Regions from separate parts of the Bos taurus genome. Here region 2 is linked to region 1. A link is a contact called in public Hi-C data. All regions are on one chromosome and are shown on one strand. Each heading gives the region's core, a stretch centred on a gene start, on an enhancer-like site or on the middle of the called end of the contact. The rest is flanking DNA. Distances are from core to core; before and after follow the strand shown.

Region 1 (4,888 bases), core at 1,436-3,935:
TCATTTGTCAGTTCTCCCAGGCTGGACCCGCCCATGTGTCCCTGTCTTTGCACACCTAGGTCATAGCCAGCTGGGTCCAGTCTCCCCTGGGCTCCATCAGAATGCTCCTCATCCTTCTAAACAGTGCTGGCAGCCCACTGCTTCTAACCACATTCCCCGATCCTTCTCTACTCCCCCCATCCCTTGTCCCTGATCTATAGCATTCTTGACAGCTCACAGACTCACCTTCATCTGTCTGCACATGGATCTCCCTCCTGGATCATAAGCACCTGTGCAGAGGCTGATTGGTTTTGGTTTGAATATTCTCTGCTTAGACCATTACATACTGAGTTAGTAAGTAAAAGTACTGTGATGGAATCAGAGATGCCTGGAAGGAATGCAGAGGGCATCAGTTAAACTTGCTAATTTATCATTTTGGGGGAAAAATAAGTGTGGGGCTCAGAGAATTTAAGTAACTTCAAGTTGAAGTTCAACTTGGTTGAATTGTGCATAGCTGTTTGACAACACATTCAGGATCATCAGCTGACAGTCCTGACTTAGTGGGTGACAGAGAGAACCATGACACCCCAAACTAACTCCTCAGTTGAGCCTTTCAAAGACTATATTCTCCTTTACTTGTTTCTAGTGTTCTGGGGACTTTGGTCAGTGGCATGTTGCACATGGATAACACCAGTGGGATCCTGTCAATGACAGAGTCCCACTTTAGGGGCCAGGCTTGTACTTTGTACTTCGGTTGCTCTACCCCTTTAGATGGCCCTAGTGGTAAAGACCCCACCTGCCAATGCAGGAGACATAAGAGGTGTGGATTTAATCCTTGGGTTGGGAAGATCCCCTGGAGTAGGAAATTGCAACCCATTCCAGTATTTCTTGCCTGGAGAATTTCATGGACAGAGGAGCCTGGTAGATAACAGTCCATGGGGTCACAAAACGATGGATACGACTGAGGCGACTTAGCATGTACGCCCCTTCCAGAGCTGTGGACGTGACCACAGATGATGGCACTGCAGAAGGAAGGGAGTGCTGCAAACCCATTCTTCAGGCTGGATCCCACTTTTCCTCCCTGGAGAATTCTGCTGCAGGAAGAGCCACCAGGACCCTGCAGTGGTCTTGTAAAGAGTTCGGGGAGCAGATGGATCCAGCAAATGTGAGTCATGGGTCTCATAAAGAGGCCTTCTCGAGTGTCCAGTGGTTGGCATGTCTCCCTGACTCCAGGCTGCCTCTGGTCCAGGTGATCCTGGATGGAAGAGGGAGAGATGGACAAGGCCTGGAGGACTGAGGGAACAGTAAGTAAAAACAACTGGAAAGTAACTAGTTCCCTGACCCACGTGCTTCATCATCACATTTTTTTTTTCCTGCCGTTTGATTCTGGCTCCATCTCGTCTGTTTGTTTTTGATGCTTCATTGAGACCAGTTACTCCTGAGAAATGGGAAATGACACTGTGCATACGGCTGAGGTTTGAGCCATCTCGACTCATATTAAACTTGGGATTTTCAAATGATTTCATCAAAGAAAATCAGTGAACAAAAACAGAGGATGACAAGATCTTCGAATATCCCCCGCTGTTAGCAGGGGAAATTGCAGGCTAATTTCCACATAAATTTCACCTAGAAGATTTGTCTTTCATAGTTGTACCAAAACGATGACTGCTGCCCAACCAACGGGGCTCGCTTTTCTTTGGCTGATATTGCCTTTTCCTGGGGTACCCCCTTCTCTGCCTTCTTTCTGCCCTCGTGGCCTCGTCGGCATCGTTGTCTTGCTGTAAAGCTCCCATCAGCCAGCCCAGCTCAGGTCTGCCCCACTTCGTCCAGTTCAACCCAGCACCACGGCACAGTCGTGTTCATCCCTCTAGATGGTCCAACCACGTCACTCTCCTGCTTCAAGCCCTTCAACAACCGTCCATTGCTGTCAAACAACGTTGGGGTCTTAACCACGGCGCCCACAGGCTTTACCTCCTGCCTCTCCAGTCTGCTCTCTACCTATGTGTTAGATGCCTCTTCACCGCAAATCAAAGTCCCTGCTTTGCCGAATGCTTCCACCCCCAGGCTCCAGGCTCTCCTCTGAGACCCGGGGTTTCTGCTCCCACAGCTCCCTACCCCGGAACCCTGTCTTCCTCATCTCCCTCACTTCCAGTTCCTTTGTCTCCTCCGGCTCCTCCCTCACTTCCGGTTCCTACTGCCCCAGCCCGAGCCCCGCGGCCACGCCGCTCTCCCTCCTACCCCCCCCCCCCAGCCCCCCGTGAGACTCTCCTGACCAGCCAGGTCCCCACCAGAATGACAGCGGGACACTCTCCTCTGCGTAAACCACTCGTCTCCCTTCCTGTAGGGCCCTGCCACCCTATCTACACGCTTGTCTGGCTGCCCGCTGGTGGGCGCCTCCCGAAACCTGGGTCAGTCCTCTATCCGTGGCAAAGATTCAGGGGATTCAGGGTCCGGTGGGTTCCTGTTGCCCTTGTCAGAGAGTAAGCGTGGGCCTCAGATGAGATGGTCGGCTCAGGGCTCTCCCTGGCCCCTGCCCGCCTTTGCCTCTTGTGGAGACAGCTGCAGGGCCCGCAGGCCAGAGCCCCTGGGTCAAAGAAACAACTGTCTTGTGTTCTCTCCAAAAATGAAGATTGCAACATCCTTGTGGCCTGGAGTTTACCGGGCTGGGGGAGGAAGCTGCCCTGGAGCAATGGCTGGGGCGTGGGCCTGTGGGCGGTGCCATGGGACCACTGGCCAGAGTGAGCCACAAGGGAGAGCCCCAGGCCCAATCCCCGGCCCAGAACCCGGCTTCGACTGGCTGCACCAGTCTCTCAGAGGAGGCTGCTCTCCTCAGCTCCCTTCCCACGTTTCACTTTTCCTCATATCCGGTTATGTGTCAACCCCTTCTCATCCCCTGGGAGCCTGCACCAGCACCAGAACATATTTACCAACCATCAGCCTGGGCTATTTTTTGCATATCATTCAGCTCCAAGGGCATTCAAACGACCTTCTAGCAGGAAGGCACTGTGTCTTGGAGAGTAGCGCCACCTGGTGGCACAGAGAGTGAACATCCGAATTCTCCGTCCAGAGGAAGCTGAGTACCGGGCTCACCGCCCAGCACACAGGCTGTGTAACAACAGCAGGGTCTCTGCGGCCCTGGCTGAGGCTCAGAATAAGCCCTGCTGTCCCCGAGTCATCTGTCCAATGGTGGCAAGGCTGAGTGTGTGTGGCCACGCTAGGAGGACCAGCCTGAAGTCTCAGTAGTCAGTGACTAGGCAAGGATGCTGAAAATTCATCCTCCTGGAATCTGAGAGCTGAAGGGTGGTTTAGAGATCAGTCAAGTCCCAACCACTCCTTTCTCAGATGGCCAAACTAAAGTCCAGGGAGGGGGAATCTTGCGATAGATTAGTTGAAGAGTGAGGATAAGAATCCAGGTTTCCTGGCTCCTTGACTGGCAATTATCCAGTCTAGGACTTTAGGGCAGCTAACTGTGATGTCTGATATTTTTCTGAATTACTACTTTACAGAAAAAAAAAAAAAAGTCAACCTCTACTCTAATGAATCTTCTTCCTCTTTTCCAAATGTCTACCAATTGGGTCCAACCATATTCCTCCTTCCTCCAGGAAGTCTTCCTTGAGCAGCTGGAAGTCCTACAGGCAACCAGTCACTCATCCCATATGTACAGAGGGCTTGACCTAGATACTGGGATCAGATATTCACAAGACAAAGTCCTGTGCTCAAGGAGCTTACATTCCAGTATGGGAGACAGGCGATGGATGGATAGATGATAAGTATATGTAGATGCATTCATGCTCAGTTGCTCAGTCATATCTGACTATTTGTGACCCTGTGGACTGTAGCCCGCCAGGCTCTTCTGTCCATGGGATTCTCCAGGCAAGAATACTGGAGTGGGTTGCCATTTCCTCCTCCAGGAAGTCTTGCTGACCCAGGGATCGAACCTGTGTCTCTTTGCATTGTCAGGAAGAGTCATTACCACTGAGCCACCTGGAAACCCCCATAGACAGAAGATAGATAGATTAACAGATAGATACATGGATATATAGACAGATAGATGATGGATAAATAATTTCAGGTACTAGTAAGTGCTTTGAAGATAATAAATAAAACAACATAATAAGGAAGAACTATGAGTGGACACCTTTGGCAAGGGTGAGCAGAAAGATGTTCTGGAGAGGGCTTGGCTACAAAGGAGGATGAGGAGGGAAGAAAAATTCAAGCAAAAGGAACAGTAAGTGCAAACAATATCTGCAAGCCTGGGATAATATTAGCCGGTACCACCACAGAGAGGGCCAGAGAGGGGGAAATAAGTAGACAAGGAGAGAGTAAAGAGAGCGGAGACCAGGGAAGTATGTAAAGACTAGATCTTGGGGTGAGTGGGTTTGTATACTGCTTGCAATGGAAATCATGAGAGAGTTTAAGTGAGAACATGCTGCAGTCTTATTTACAGCACAGGCAACACCCTTGTGCCTGAGCTCCTGAGGACTCCTGCTCTGACATCACCTCACCACTTGCAGGAAGCCCTTCCTCACCTGCCAAGGTGGAGTAGGTGCCCCTCCCTGTCTGGGCCCAAGTGTTAACATCTTCATGTCACTGTCACTGTGCTTCCCACCTTGTTTAGAATGAATGACTGATATGTCTTTCTACTTTATTAGAAAGTAAATTCCTGATGGAGGGAGATAGGAGTAGGGAGTCCAGATTGGGAAAGTGGACTGGGTGCAAAGACTCCCTCTATCTGGAGTGGCAACCTGGATTTAGGTGAGTTAATCACTGCCTTACACCTCAGTTTCTTTGTCTGCAAAATGAGAATAATAGCACATACTGCATGGAATTGTTATAGTCAAACCATGTGTAAAATACTGCCTATCAATGCGGGTGCCAAGTAACCACTCTGTGAATCATAGACCTCCTT
Region 2 (4,737 bases), core at 2,227-4,726, 140 kb before region 1:
CCTCACCTTCACAGGTCCTCCGAGAGGCAGCCCTTGTGTACGCCCCCTTTCTGCCTGGAAATGCCTAACCTTTCCCTGAAGTTTCCCGCTCTCCCTGCTATTCACCTGGCAGACTACTCCTCTCACTTCCAGGACTCAGTGGAGATAGTGTGTCCCTAGGAAGCTTCCTCAGCTATGCCCCTCATTCTGCTTACATTCTCCCAGGGACGGGGAGCTCACTACCCCAAATGCTCCATCTCTTGGCTCCCTCACACCCACTCTCATCTGATAAGTGGTGTGCTGTATAATTACTAGCAGGCTTCTCAGGAAAACCATAAACCACCCGAGGGCAGGGGCTGGATCTCAGCATCTTTTCCCCAGGTGTCTAGCACTGGTACCAACACAGAATAGGCACTCACAGGTTTGCTGAATGGATTGATCCTCCCTCAACCCAAAAGGCCAGGCTTGGCAACAGTCTAGGTGAATGAATTCCAAGAAAATTAGTACCAGCAACTTGTGGGAGGTACCAGCAAAAAATTCCCACTCTGGCAATTGCTTCCAAAGTAACCAAATTAGGACAACTGCTCACTTGGACCTGATTTATCCATGCATACTCTCCAAGCAGCCTTGAACCAGTGCCTGGCCACAGGCTCCTAGAACGGGGCCAAGTCTCATTTATCTCCAGAGTCTCACTACCGAGTGCCCAATACAGGTTTGGGAATGAATGGTGAGTACTCTATTGGGCAAGAACATCCATCTTCATTTCTATTGCAGGATGTTTCAGGGATGAGGCCCTTGAGATATTCTGGGGAAGAAGGAGGAAGGGTAGAGGAGGCTCTGGAAAAGTCAACCAGAACATAAAAGCCCAAGTCTTCACAGTGGCTCACAAGGCCTGCACCACCTGCCCACGCCTCCTGTCCTCACCTCCTTCCACTGTCCCTCATTCCGTCTGTTCCAATCCTATTGGCCACTGGCAGCTCCTTGTAGCCCAAGCACATGCCCACTTCACAACCTTTGTTCCCACTTTCCTTCAAGCCTCCGTCCCCAACTTTGTTCGGATCCTGCTCCAGTGACACCCAGTCAGGGGGGCTTCCCTGGTATCCTGCTGAAAACCGGAGGCTGGGGGCTACAGGCATACAGGTACTGCTATCACTGTGAATTGGCTTTATGGTCATTATTTTTTGCTTTATTTTTTCCATAACACTTAGTACTACCTGGGATAATATATGCTTGTTTATTTACTGACACGCCCTTGATCCCATCAGAATGCAAGCTCAAAGGAAACAGGAATTTTGCTTTGTTTTATACAGAACCCTAACCCCAAGAATGCCCCTGCTGTGTAGACATGCTTCATTCATATTTGTGGAATGCATGGATGGCTGGATAAAAGAATGCCCCATAAGAGCTAACAGTTAAGGAAGAAAACCAACACTGTGGGCCTGGACAAACATGTGCTTGAAACCTAACTGTCTCTCTGAGGGGCCAGGAAATCTGCCCCCAAATCAGCTGATCCTAGCTGTAAGGACATTCGTCTGGATCTTGGAAGTACGCTGGTCTGAAGTGGGAAAGCTGCTGGTGATGAGTTAGTTTTCAGCTACTATCTGATGGGACAAAGGATGTACTCAAGAGGCTGGGAGGGTGGTGAGATGTAACAGAGCAAACCGTCAAATAGTTGAACTGCAGAAGGTGGTCTGTCAAAGCTAGAAGAGGGAAGGCTGCTACTGAAGAGGAATGCTGAAATCGAGAGCTGTTAACAGTTCTCTTCTTTACTTGTGTGTGTAGACTAGCCTGTCCCTAGGGTTTTGGCCACAGGTTCAAAGGGAGCTCAATGGGGGCTCAAAGCTGTATTGAAATACCTCTGAATAAGGATGACCAGGGAAAGAAGCTGACATTTTTTTGAGGTTTACCATCTGCAAGAACCCACGGCAATGCATTATCGTCTCCTTGGAGCCTAAGCACAAGCCTTCATCACAGCAGGGACTGTCCCCATCTTACAGTGGGGAAACTGAAGCTCAGGAATTTACGATGATCTAAACAAAAATCACTCAACCAATAAATAGCAGAACTGAGATGTGAAATCAAGTCTGTCTAATTTCAAAAGCTCTTCTCCTTCCTCTGAATTATGCTACAACTCAGGGACCCCTCGGGGGAAAGAAATCATAAGAGGAAGAAAGGCAAGGAGCACAAGACAAATCAGTTCCCCCAAGAATGAGAATCTGGCATAAGGAACAAGTCTGGGACAAAATAACCCCAGGACTTCAGAACTGGAAAATACCTGCGAAATCACCTGGCCTTACCTTCTGTACTGTCAAGCTTTATGAAATGCTTCTGATTTTGCTTTTCAGGGGAAAATAAAAATATGTAAATGAAAAAGATGAGCTTTAGGAGAAGATAGCAGAAGGTAACAGCAGCAAACACTGAAAGAGTAACAAACGGGCGTGTGGTCATCAGGACGTATTGTCACCTCCTTCGTGACTGCTGACCTCGGATGTGTGGGTGCCCTGGGCCAGCTTAAAGGAGATGCACTGATACCCCACAGTCCCAGCAGACAAAATCAGCAGATCTTAGGTCACCTGGGAGGAATGTCAGCTTGTGTCAGGCCGATGTTCAAAGAGGTTCAAGTAGGTGTGACCCTCTCCCCTTCCAGGTAAGAAGAAAAGTATCCAAAACTGACTGGGAGGCGGTGGGAGAGAAAAAGCCAACGTGCTGGCGATGAGGGAAGAGGCAAGGGCACCATAGTCCGTAGTGGTGCACCGCGGTGCCAAATTTACCTGGAAATTCAGCTGGTTTTACCTCCCAAAATGTTATAGCAAGTGAGACACCAACCAGGCCTCTGGCATGAGGCTTAAATTCATGCCAGGTCAGCCACTTCTCTCCTTGCTGGTCTTAATCTGGATGGCCAGGATGGGCAGAAAGAAACCCTCAGATGGATTCTGTAGGGACAGAGCAACCTACAACAACAGTTCTGAGCTGCTCCCCCTCCATGTTTCAAGCTCCTCTGTTTCTTGCCTAAACACTCAGAAGACTCATGTAGCAAATGCTCCCACTCAAAATACAGTTACAGAACCTGGGGACAGTTGACCACTTCAGAATGAGCTACTTTGAAATACACATCAGTTCTTTATTATATCCTTGTTTTTTCTTTTTTCTCCTTGTACATGTATGTGGTGTAAGGAAGCATGAGTTCCAATCAGAGATGAGAAATCTGGCCGAAGGACCATCCTTGAGACTTCTGGGTATTCTGGAAGCCCGAATATCATAGATTCTCTGCACTAAAAATGCTGGTCATCACCGTGCTGTCGGCTAAAAGCAAAGACAGTTGTTTCTTACCTGGAGATCTCTCCCGTGACTCGGAGTCACCAATCCAGGCTGACGGAACGAATCAGATGAGCAGCTGTTCAGCCAAGACAAGTCTAGCTCCCCAGATCAGGGCTGTGGCCCCTGAGAGTCCTGTGGTTTCTCTCTCCCTGGTGAGTGATAATCTGCAGAAAGGGAACACAAGTCATGTTACTAGGAGAGGCCATTTCCTCTTCTACTCTGGCCATAACACATTCATTTACGCAGAGCAGAGACAGCCCCAGAATCACCGATTACCAGGGACGGAAGAAACACAACAACCTTGTCACATGTAGTTGGGGAAACTGAGGCTCAGAGAAGAAAAGAGCCTCACTCAAGGGTCTTGCCACTTGGAGGAAGACTCCAGATCAGAACGTGTCTCTGACTCTTTGGCCTCTGGAATTTTAAAACAAATTTTTAAAAAGCAGCCACGTGACCCATCTGACTTCTCAAACAAGTGGTCATTGACCCTGAATGGAACTCTCTGTTTTTCTTTTTCTTTTTTAAAACAGATTTTCCAAAAGAGAGGTGGCACTTTTTCCAGAATGCTGTTTTTGTAGTTTTTTGTAGTATTACCCCCTGGGAGCTGAATGAGTAAAACAGTCCACCTCAGGCATGTGGTTGGCATGGTTTTCCCTGTTTCCCTTTAGAAAAATACTGTTATGGAAGAGAGGGACCCATGAGCACAGTGGTGGGTGGAGTTGGTTTTTTAATGAGAGTCGTCTGTATACCCAGCCCCTAGGTCAGCTGATCTGTCTCTGTCTCTTTTTGTCTATCTGTCACTACATGTTTCAAGAAAACACAGAAATACACATGGACTCTCCTCCCATGGATATCATCCATTATGTGATTCCCCCCACTTTTTTTTTGTTAAACTATAATTGATTTACAATATTGTGTTAGTTTCTGGTATACAGCAAAGTTATTCAGTTATGGTGGTAGTTTAGCCACTCAGTTGTGTTCAACTCTTGCGACCCCATGGACTGTAGCCTGCCAGGTTCCTCTGTCCATTGGATTTCCCAGACAAGAATACTGGAATGGGTGCCATTTCCTCCTCTAAGGGATTTTCCTGACCCAGGGATCAAACCCACATCTTCTGCATTGCAGGTAGATTCTTTACCAACTGAGCTACCAGAGAAAGTGATTCAGTTATACATATATACATATATCTGAGTGTGTCCATTATGGTTTATTACTGGATATTGAACATAGATCCCTGTGCTACACAGTTCAGTTCAGTTCAGTTCAGTCGCTCAGTCATGTCTGACTCTTTGTGACCCCAAGGACTGCAGCACACCAGGCCTCCCGGTCCATCACCAACTCCCGGAGCTTGCTCAAACTCATGTCCATCGAGTCGGTGATGCTATCCAACAATCTCATCCTCTGTCATCCCCTTCTCCCACCATTAATCTTTCCCAGCAT

Evidence for each region. Hi-C and Micro-C count contacts between places; a contact is called where the count stands out from the background.
Region 2: a Hi-C map of liver shows a contact between it and region 1, with 2.9 times the contacts expected there. The contact joins two enhancer-like sites. A contact is called at or near these places in 4 of 11 Hi-C or Micro-C datasets (blastocyst, liver and skeletal muscle).

What each region holds. Positions count from the first base shown.
Region 1 is chr11:81,691,333-81,696,220 of ARS-UCD2.0, reverse strand. No RefSeq gene overlaps it. Among named protein-coding and RNA genes, the nearest start is that of CYRIA, 92 kb to the left of the region's middle. Within about 2 kb of position 2,685, at least 33 of the 102 cell types and tissues checked have an H3K27ac peak or open chromatin away from gene starts, as enhancers often do. A contact at or near this core is called in liver, where this site is marked.
Region 2 is chr11:81,828,475-81,833,211 of ARS-UCD2.0, reverse strand. It overlaps CYRIA (CYFIP related Rac1 interactor A), which reads right to left. Exons shown (of 12, transcript NM_001075172.1): 2 at 3,310-3,461. Among named protein-coding and RNA genes, the nearest start is that of CYRIA, 45 kb to the right of the region's middle. Within about 2 kb of position 3,476, at least 5 of the 102 cell types and tissues checked have an H3K27ac peak or open chromatin away from gene starts, as enhancers often do. A contact at or near this core is called in liver, where this site is marked.